3 separate regions of the Mus musculus genome follow, and regions 1 and 2 are each linked to region 3. The links are chromatin contacts, called in public HiChIP or PLAC-seq maps. All regions are on one chromosome and are shown on one strand. The core of a region is the stretch at or near the end of the contact, and the rest is flanking DNA. Distances in the headings are between cores, read along the strand shown.

Region 1 (3,209 bases), core at 692-3,191, 240 kb before region 3:
CTGTCCTCTGACCTCCACACATACCCACAACACAGAGATAAGTAAAAGTAATTAACTTTTTTTTTTTTTAATCAAAGAAGTAGGGTCTATCCTCCTCTGACTCTTGAAAGGAAGCTGACCCAAAGTTGCCCTGTCCTGGAACGGTTTAGGCTCCATAAGTGGGAAGGATCCCAGGCCCGAGCTGGCCCAGCTGGCATGTGAGAAGGGAGGGAAGAAGATGCCAAAAGATGCAGTACAGAGGGGACATGGGTGTCACTTTCCCCCGAACCTGATCGCAGCACCCAGCATGGCCAGTCCTTATATAGTCACCAGGCAGTCAATTCAAGGGCGTTAAGGGAGGTCATGGCAGCTGACGTCCAGAACATCTGACCCTCGCCCAGGCAGGTCCGATCCTTGATTTGGAACCTTCGCCACCATCAATCCCCCTTGCCCAAGATTAAGTTCAGGAATCCTTGCTCTAACCTGACTCTGGCCTTTTCGTTGCCCCCGCCCTCAACCCCAACCCCGCAGCACCTGTCCTCCTAACCGTAAACAAGAGCGCTCCTTTTCTTCCCTCCCACCTCATTTGCAGCCTCCTTTCCACAGCGCCTCTGTCCCCAGGGTTCGCTCCTCCACCTGCGCGAGCGTGGGAGCACTCCACGATCTCAGCCTCTGCCTCCTCCCCCATCCAGCTCCAGGATCTAGCCTGTCTCCTCCTTTCGTCTCCATCATCAAGCTAGGGGCAACCTCCCTCCTGGTAACTCCTACAATCCTCGACTCACCTGGCTCATACTTCAGGTAGATGATGGAGACGATGAAGTAGCTGAGGTCGAAAACAGGGAAGAGCGGCACCCGCGAGAAGCTGAGCGCTAGCTCGCCCAGGCTCAGCGCTGACATCAGGTCCATGGCGATGGAGGGCGCCTCCCCGGCCCCGTGCGTCCCGCGCCCCGCTGCCCGACGAATGCTCCCTCGCCACTGAGCCCGCCCCACTGCCAGGCACCGCCCCCCGCCTGCCCCCACCCCTCGGGAGAGGAGGGGTGGTGGGGGACTCCTAGCAGCCGGGAGCCCAAAATGCGGGGCCGTAGGGACGTCAGAACTCGTTCAACAGAGCCAAAAAGGCGATCTGTCCCCTGCATCCAGCACACACAAGAGGGAATCTTGTCCTTAAACATCTGCGTAGTTAGAATCCTGTCCCTTTTCCATGGGACTAACCAATTCAGGACCCCTATTTCCCTCAAAACCCGCGCCCTCGGAAGATCTCAGCCAAGAATATCATGTTTCATTCCTGAGGATCCAAAGTCAGAACCCCGCCTCCCACAAGGGGACCTCAACCAAACCCTCACGTTCTGTTTGGTTTTGTCTCTCTAAAAGGCTCCACAAGTCAGAACCCTCCTCTTTGTGGACCCCAGCCCAGACTGGATCCACTAAGTTAGGACCCTCCCGCTTCAGGAGGCCCCACAAGTTAAGATCCATCCTCTGTAGACCTTAATCCAGGCCTTATGTTCTGTAAGTCTGTCCGGTCAGGACTCTCATTCTCCGTGGGGTTACTCGAGTCAGACCTGGGAGGTCCGTGGGAGGTACAACTCAGGCAGGAGGTCATCCTGACTCTATGCACTCTGAGCCGGGATCGCAGTTCTCCGTGGGGACCCAAGTGGAGTCCTTTTGGAGTTCAGGCATCTGCCGCGCCCATATCCATATCCAAGCCGTTCACGGGCGGCTCAAGGGTCAAGGGCGCAATTTCTGTAGCCCGGAATCCATAGCCCAACCAACCCCCGAGCGGCATCAACAGCAGGGACCAGCTGTGGCACGTAACACTGAGCATGCGCGCGCGCACCCCAAGCTCCGCCCTGTAGGTGACATCATGCTACATCCTCAGTCGAACCCAACCAATGCTGATTCAGAATTGGTCAGTTCTCGTTCCACTTTCCGCCCCTCATCACGGCTTCCGTTTCCGGTTTGACGGACGCCTTGGGTGTAAGGATGATCGGAGACATACTGCTGTTCGGGTAATATGAATGAGGGGTGTTAGAGGTCGGAGAGTGGCAGTCAGAGGGGTGGGGGTGACCCTTACTGACCGTTACTGTCCCTCCGCAGGACGCTACTGATGAACGCCGGGGCTGTGCTCAACTTTAAACTGTGAGTAGGCCGCGACAGGCGGTGTCCCAGACAGCCAGGCCCTCCCACAGCCAGTCCCCGCCCACACCCTTGGTCACCGCCAGTCCCGCCCTGTGCATGCTCCACGCCCCACTAATCCTACCTCTAGCCACGCCTCCGCGCTGCTTCACCAGGCTCTGACAGTTCTGTATCACTCCAGGATCTTTAAATCTGTACTCTCTAGACCAGGGAACGGCTCAGCGGGCAGAGGCGCTTGCTGCCAAGCCTGACTACTTGAGTCCGATTCCCGGATCCCCCATGGTAGAAATCCTGTTGATTGTCCTTTTGATCTCCACACAACTGCTGCGGGATGGCACACTCATTCTTTTTTTTTTTTTTTTTTTTTTTTTTGGTTTTTCGAGACAGGGTTTCTCTGTGTAGCCCTGGCTATCCTGGAACTCACTCTGTAGACCAGGTTGGCCTCGAACTCAGAAATCCGCCTGCCTCTGCCTCCCAAGTGCTGGGATTAAAGGCGTGCGCCACCACGCCCGGCCCGGCACACTCATTCTTACTTGCAGATTAATATTAAACAAACAAAAAAAAATCTGCACCCTGGGATTGCTTGCATCTCCAAAGAGCCTCATGCTCAGGCTTATCCCTCAAGAATGCCTTTCTGGCTCTTGGACCCACTCTATCCTGTCTGTGGCTGCACACCCAGCTGTGATGGACTAGGCTGGTTGAGAGTGTCTCACAGAGGGTTGTATCACTGCCCCAGGTCACACTGCAAGTCGGGGGCAGAGCTGAAGTTCATGCCCTTCCTAGCTGAGTGTCAGGGTCAGGAAATCCGATGGTGTTTATGTTTCACGGAAAGCTGGAGTTATCTGCTGTTCTTTATAGGAAAAAGAAGGACACACAAGGCTTTGGGGAAGAATCGAAGGAACCCAGCACAGGTAAGCATGTCTTTCTACCTTCAACACTTTAAGTCGATTCCAGGGTGCCTGTTCTCTCTCACCAACCTGCGCTTTCCTCTCTTTTTCCTTTTTATTGTTGAGATGTGGTATTAGAGGGCCATGACTAGCCTTGAATGCCTGCTCCCTCTGCCTCTGCCTCTGCCTCCTAGGTGTTTGAATGACAAG
Region 2 (3,045 bases), core at 460-2,959, 140 kb after region 3:
GAGCACTGACTGCTCTTCCAGAGGTCCTGAGTTCAAATCCTAGCAACCACATAGTGGCTCACAACTACCTATAATGAGATCTGACACCCTCTTCTGGTATGTCTGAAGTCAGCTACAGTGTACTTACATATAATAATAAATAAATCTTAAAAAAAAAAGAAAAGCCAGATGTAGTGGTGTACATCTGCCATCTTAGTACTTACAGAAGGAGACAGAAGGGTCAGACGTTTCTAGGCCAGTCTCAAAACAAAACAAAAACCTGAATTTCTCCTAATATCTGGTTTTTATTTATTTAATTGCTTTTTGTTTTCAAAAAAGATTTTAATTTTTATTTATGTGTATGTGTGTGCCTCTCTGTGTGTGAGAATGTGTGTGAGTGTAATAGCCATGTGTATGCAGGTACTACTGGAGGCCAGAAGAGGGCGTTGGATCCCTGGAGCCAGATTTACAGGGGCCATTAAGCTTATGCAGGCACTGGGAACTAAACTCAGCAACTCTGCAAGAGCAGTGTACACTCTTAACTGCCGACTCTCCAGCCTCATTCTAATATTTAAAAATTTTGAATGTGTATGGGGGGGGTGACCATGTGTACAGACACGTGTGTGTGCAGCTGTGTGTGTAGGCCTGCAGCTGACACTGGCTCTTCCTCACTTACTCTTCACTGTATGGATTGAAACAGTCTTTGAATGAAGGTTGGCTGCCTTGCCGAGTGTGACTAGACAACGTCCCTAGGAGGGTCTCCCACTGCCTCCTTTCTCTTCTTTTTTTTTTTTTTTTTTTTTGTCTTTGTTTTTTTTCAAGACGGGTTTTCTTTGTAAAGCCCTGGCTGTCCGGGGAACTTGCTCTATAGACCAGGCTGGCCTTGAACTCAGAGATCCCCCTGCCTCTGCCTCTGCCTCTGGAGTGCACCACCCACTTCAGTTTACTTCCCCTTTTTATTTCATTATTCACTGTGCTTCACAGGCAGAGACAGGCACATGTTTGCCACAGTGCTCTAGTTCTGACCGTGTTCAAGCACATTGGAGTCTAGGCCTCCAGGAGTGCAACAGACAATCCTGTCCAGGCTATCACCTACCAACATGTCTCCCAGAGTGTAGCACCATCATGAAGCAGATACACGTGTCTCTAAAGTACAGCTGAACCCAGCTACATGCTACACAGAAAGGTCTCAATGTTTATTCTCTTTCTACTTCAGAACACTCCTACAAGTCTTTCAAGACTCAATACAAATGTCCCTTCCTCCAGCCAGCTTCCCTGCCTCCCCTGCTCAAACAAAACCCTGGCCACAGTCCCACCCTCTCCCGGAGCTTCTCAGTTAAATTCCTTCCTTTCTCTGGCAGCTCCAGTAAAACCCCGTGGGGCCGGAGGGGCTTTACCTCTCTCTGCCTTCCCCTCGTGGTTTTCTTGGAACACTTGGTTTCTATGAATCAGGTCTCACCATGTAGCTAGCTGAAACCAGCCTCAAACGTGTACAGCCTGCCTCGGCCTCCAAAGCGCTGCAATGACTTGTGTGGAGAGCCATGCCAGAGTTTAGCCCTTGCAATGCTTTCCTCCTCTGGTAAACCCTTCTCTCATCTTCTAGCACCACTACACCCAGTGCTGAAGTCCCAGAGCCTCTGAAGCTGGGGCATGTTGGGATGCAGGGATGCCAGGATTCTGGATGCAGGGTGCAGGATGTAGGATGCATACCTTGGACAGCTTGGGTTGTGTTCCGAAGGGCTCTTGAGCTGGCTTGAGCTGGAGTTTAAGTTTCGGTTCAGGGTCCACACGTCAGAGGGGCAGGGCCAGGAGCCTCAGTCAGTTCCTGTTTCCTCCAGCAGGTGAACAGGGTGGGACCAGAATAACTCTCAAGGCTTGAGTCTGAGGCTGGAGTTGTTCTTGCCAAGCCTTGCTCAGTACTTACTCTCTACCAACTCTATGGAATCGCTGAGACAGCTGCCGCCCTGCTTCCCAATATTGGTATTCTTCTAGTTTTTTTCCCCCTTGAGATACAGCTTTATGCACCCCAATTGGGGTGCTGAAGTAGACTCTTGCCTCGACCTCAGGGTTTACCATCATGCCAAGATTATGCATTGCTGGGGATGGAACCCAGGGCTTCATGCTTGCTAAGTGAGCTACAATCACTTTACCTACTGAGCTACAAGCACTCTACCTACTGAGCTAGATTCCCAGCCTCTTAACAGCAACCTTGAAGTAGTCATAGGTCAGGAAATGGGCATATGGCAATCAGAGAGTGAAAGGCAACAAGTAGGAGAGGCTGCTTGGGGGGGACAGGATACAGGAACAGTATGCATATACAGGACAGGGAACTGCATATGCCCCAGACATGAAGGAGACATGAAAGGACAGACTTGCTGCACACACAACACCTATCATACCTTCCTTTGCAAAACTCATTTGAAATATCATTCTACAGTCATGTTGCCCTCTAGGCCAACATCAAAGCAAGATGGCTTGGGTCTGTAGTTGCAGTACTCAGTAGCCTGAGGCAGGAGGATTTGGGGTTCCAGGCTAGCCTGGGCTAACATAGGGACATTCAAACTCAATATCCAAACTAAACCAAAGCAAGAAAGCAAGCAAGCAAGCAAACAAACAAACAAACAAAACAAACTGGAGTAAACCATAGAGTCCATCTATCTTATTCTGGTTTTTTTCTCCCTTCTGTTTTTTATTTTTCTAAAACAGGATCTCACAGCATCCTGGCTGGCCTGGAATCCACAGAACACTGAGGATGATGTTGCATCTCTGCTCTTCCTGTCTCTATCTCCTGGGTGCTGGGATCATAGAGGTGTCTGTATTTTCTGCGATACTGGGATGGGACCCAGGAGTTCTTTCACCATATGTGAGTACCCTGCCAACTGAGCTGCAGACCCAGTCCATGCCTGATTTTTCTTCTGATTTTAAAATGAACTACAATGTATGTGCACACTCTGGGTCCTGGGTGATGTGTCCCTGTACCTAACAGGCATAGCTGACTTGGCTGTAAGCTTCCTGGCCCACCCCTTCTTGCCTCTGCACCCAGTGCATTTCCGTCTTGCCTCTGCA
Region 3 (3,200 bases), core at 317-2,816:
AGAGTTTAAGCCCAGCCTGTCTCACACAACAATAAATATAGGTGAATAACCAAGGATGGAGGTGCGTGCCTCCCATCACAGCACATGGGAGATAGAGGCATCCTGGTCTACATAGCAGACTCAGGGCAGCCTGGGCTGCATAATGAGACTCTGGCTCTAAATAAATAAACAACAAGTCACATGGCCTGTGAGATGGCTCAGGGGTTAAGGTGATTGCAGCCCAGCCTGAGGACCAGAAAGAAGGAGGGACTGACTACTGTAAATTGTTCTCTGACCTCCACACATGACCATAGCTTTCACACACACATTAAACAAATAAATAAATGCAATATTAAGAAGCAGCGAAACACATTATGTTACTCTGGGTGTAGATGGAGGTGGTGGCACACGCCTTTAATCTCAGCATCAGGAGGCAGAGGCAGGCAGATCTCTGAGTTTAAGGGTAGCCTAGTCTATAGAGCGAGTTCCAAGACAGCCAGGGCTACAACAACCAGCACAAGAAGACCTACAGAGTCAACTAACCTGGCCCATGGGGGTCACAGAGACTGAACTACCAATCAAACAATGTATGAGCTGGACCTAGGCCCTTACACATTGGTAGCAGATGTGCAGCTTGGTCTTCTTCATGTGGCCCCTAACAGTTGGATCAGGGGCTGCTTCTGAATATGTTGCCTGCCTTGGATTCCCCTCCCCAGCTGGACCGACGGTCAGGCCTCAGTGGGAGAAGATGTGCTTAGTCCTGCTACAACTTGATGTGCCAAGGCAGGCGGGAACCCAAGGAGGCCACATCTCTGAGGAGAAGGGAAGGGGTGATGGGCATAGGGATTTGTGGGACTGGGAGTGGGGTGGGTGGGTGGGTGGGTGGTGAGACCAGAATGTAAAGTGAATAAATAAATTAATTAATAGAAAAAAATCAGTCAATCAATAAAAAGGCAGAAGGAAGAAACAAAAAAGTGGGGTTTGTGGGGATAGGGGACCAAGAAAGGCGGCTTCAATCCCCAGTTCCTGGCAATCCGGAGGCTGAAGCTGGAGGAACAGGCTGCCACACCCTATACCACTTTCTACAAGCTTTTTTGTTGTTGTTGTTATTCTGAGTTGGTTTTGTTTGTTTTTTTGGTTTTAGGGAAAAGATGCAGATTAGGCATTTCAAAGTCACACTCTTTGCAAACTAGAAACACAATAAAAAAAAATTCTGGGCTTGATTGGCCTCCTGGCTTCTGTTCATGGCCTCTTTTGTGTGAGGCACAAGACTGAAGGCCCTGTCTTTGTCATGTCAACTGCACTAGCCGGGTTAAGTGCAGATTCTTCCCAAGGTCGTAGCCCAGTTCAGTCTGGTTTGTTGTGATCCAGTACTGTAGCTTAAAGCAAGACAGTGGTGCTTGTAAGTATGTTTTAAAACTCTTTTTCCTGGACAAGCGAGGCTTGACCACTTTTAGGAACATGTTGGTTATGACTTTAAACTTTAGAAAAAAAAAAAGTCATGTAGCAAAGGGTAGCCATAGCTCACCATAGCTGTGGATACTTTTGAACTCAGGATCCTCCTCCCTGCTTCCCTAGTACATGGTTGTGTCACCTGCTTGGTGCTTGGGATGCAGCCACAGAGCTGTAGCCCTAGGACAGTGCTTATACTATGCACAAAGCTTCCCATTTCTTTATCTAGCAAGTGCTTAGAGGTTTTGAAGCAGGGGAAGTATGGTCCCATCTAGTCAGGACACTCCCTTGAGCCCAGGAGTTTGAGGCTGAAGTGGGTAACCCAGACTCTTATTGCTGTATAACAGCCCAGGCTGGGGAGATGGTGCAGCAGGTTAGACTCCTGCCACCAAGCCTAAAGACCTGAGCTCTATCTCAGGCCTCACATCACCAGTGTGAAGGAAGCAGGTTATCCTTGACCCCCTCCATAAATTAATGAGCAAGGAATGAACAAATAAAAGTACATGAGAAGAAATGGCCAGAATTTAGGAGTCAGTCCCAGCCGGCCCTCAGGGTCTCTCCTGCCAGGTCACATGACAAACCGGCTCTCCTGCAGAGAGAGTTTCCTCTAGCTGCCCTCAGGACTCCAGCCCCCACAACCCTCCACCTCCCCACCCCTGCTGGGAGAACTTTAATTTCTTGGACCATTGTTTCAATAACAACTGAAGGAAAGGCAAAGGCAGAAAGGCCACCGGAGAGCCAGAGTTCAAGTCCACTCTCAATTGTAGAGCAAGTCAGGAGGCCAGAGTGAGCATTGAGACACCCCAGCTCAAACAGAAGAGAGAAAGAGGGGGGCATGGGAGTGAGGGGAGGTAGAGCTCCATGGCTCAGCCAGCAAAGGCACTTGGTTGCTTGCTAAGGCTGGTGTCTTGAGTTTGATCCCACGAACCCACATGGTAGAAAGGAGAGACTCCAGCAAGTTGTCCTCCAAGTTCCACACGTGCATGCAAGTATGCACATGATAAATAAGTGTAAGAAGAAAGCAGAAACAGCCTACACCCCATGGGTATATGAAACTCATTTTGCCAGCTAGGTGCAGCTCATGATTGGTACATGTGTGCCTGAGAGCAGGGCTCTCACCATAGGAGTCCCCCCACCACCACCCCACCTCAGGAAAGTCAGTTTGTAGCAATTGTTCAGCCATAAACATCAGCTTCCACAGAAGCAACAACAGATGGGCAAGAGCTGCAGGGTCCTTTCCTGGTTCTAGGTCCTGAGATAGGATGTCCTGACTTCTGCAGGCTGGAGGTGGGGTGGGGATGGGGGCTCTACCTTGGGCCTCACATCACCTCGCTGCTGTCATTTTCCCTTAGTCTTGAGTGTGGGGATCAGAGGACACCTGTGGGAAGTTGTTCTTTCCTTCTATCATGTGGATCCTCTGCCCAGTGCACCTCACCAGCCTCTCATGACATTTCCACACATATGGAACAGGCTTTGGTCATACTCATTCCATCACCCTCACCTGCCCGCCCCCTGCCCCCCTCCCAGGCTGGCCTCGAACTCAGAAATCTGCCTGCCTCTGCCTCTGCCTCCTCTGCCTCTGCCCTCTGCCTCTGCCTCCCAAGTGCTGGGATTAAAGGCGTGTGCCACCAGCGCCCTGCTCTGTCCTCTTCTATAGTGCATATGTGCGTGTGTCCCAAAGGGCTGAAGAAAATAACGCTCCTTCAACATCTCTCAGCATGTCTGTCATGCTCAGAGATGGGCAAGCCTCCTGAGCCCCTTTATGAACC

The links. HiChIP or PLAC-seq counts read pairs in DNA pulled down with a chosen protein or histone mark.
Region 1: a contact with region 3 is called in an H3K4me3 HiChIP or PLAC-seq map of embryonic stem cells, with 7 times the contacts expected there. The contact joins the promoter of Smim7 here to the enhancer-like site in region 3. A contact is called at or near these places in 1 of 39 promoter capture datasets (neural stem cells), 2 of 484 Hi-C or Micro-C datasets (CD8 T cells and nephron progenitors), 9 of 115 datasets of contacts at active chromatin or transcription factors (CD8 T cells, bone marrow-derived macrophages, craniofacial prominence and 3 more) and 1 of 9 other capture datasets (pancreatic islet).
Region 2: a contact with region 3 is called in an H3K27ac HiChIP or PLAC-seq map of embryonic stem cells, with 12 read pairs. The contact joins the promoter of Hsh2d here to the enhancer-like site in region 3. A contact is called at or near these places in 6 of 39 promoter capture datasets (3T3-L1-derived adipocytes, the C10 cell line, cranial neural crest and 3 more), 1 of 484 Hi-C or Micro-C datasets (nephron progenitors), 2 of 115 datasets of contacts at active chromatin or transcription factors (CD8 T cells and embryonic stem cells) and 3 of 9 other capture datasets (adipose tissue, liver and pancreatic islet).

The regions. Positions count from the first base shown.
Region 1 is chr8:72,569,780-72,572,988 of GRCm38.p6, reverse strand. Smim7 (small integral membrane protein 7) reads left to right here and starts at 1,941. Exons shown (of 5, transcript NM_172396.3): 1 at 1,941-1,985; 2 at 2,074-2,115; 3 at 2,971-3,023. The coding sequence starts at 1,960. Tmem38a (transmembrane protein 38A) reads right to left here and starts at 1,166. Exons shown (of 6, transcript NM_144534.2): 1 at 762-1,166. The coding sequence starts at 885.
Region 2 is chr8:72,188,332-72,191,376 of GRCm38.p6, reverse strand. It overlaps Hsh2d (hematopoietic SH2 domain containing), which reads right to left and starts at 1,709. Exons shown (of 6, transcript NM_197944.1): 1 at 1,690-1,709.
Region 3 is chr8:72,332,452-72,335,651 of GRCm38.p6, reverse strand. No RefSeq gene overlaps it. Among named protein-coding and RNA genes, the nearest start is that of Klf2, 15 kb to the right of the region's middle. Within about 2 kb of position 1,566, at least 16 of the 459 cell types and tissues checked have an H3K27ac peak or open chromatin away from gene starts, as enhancers often do. A contact at or near this core is called in embryonic stem cells, where this site is marked.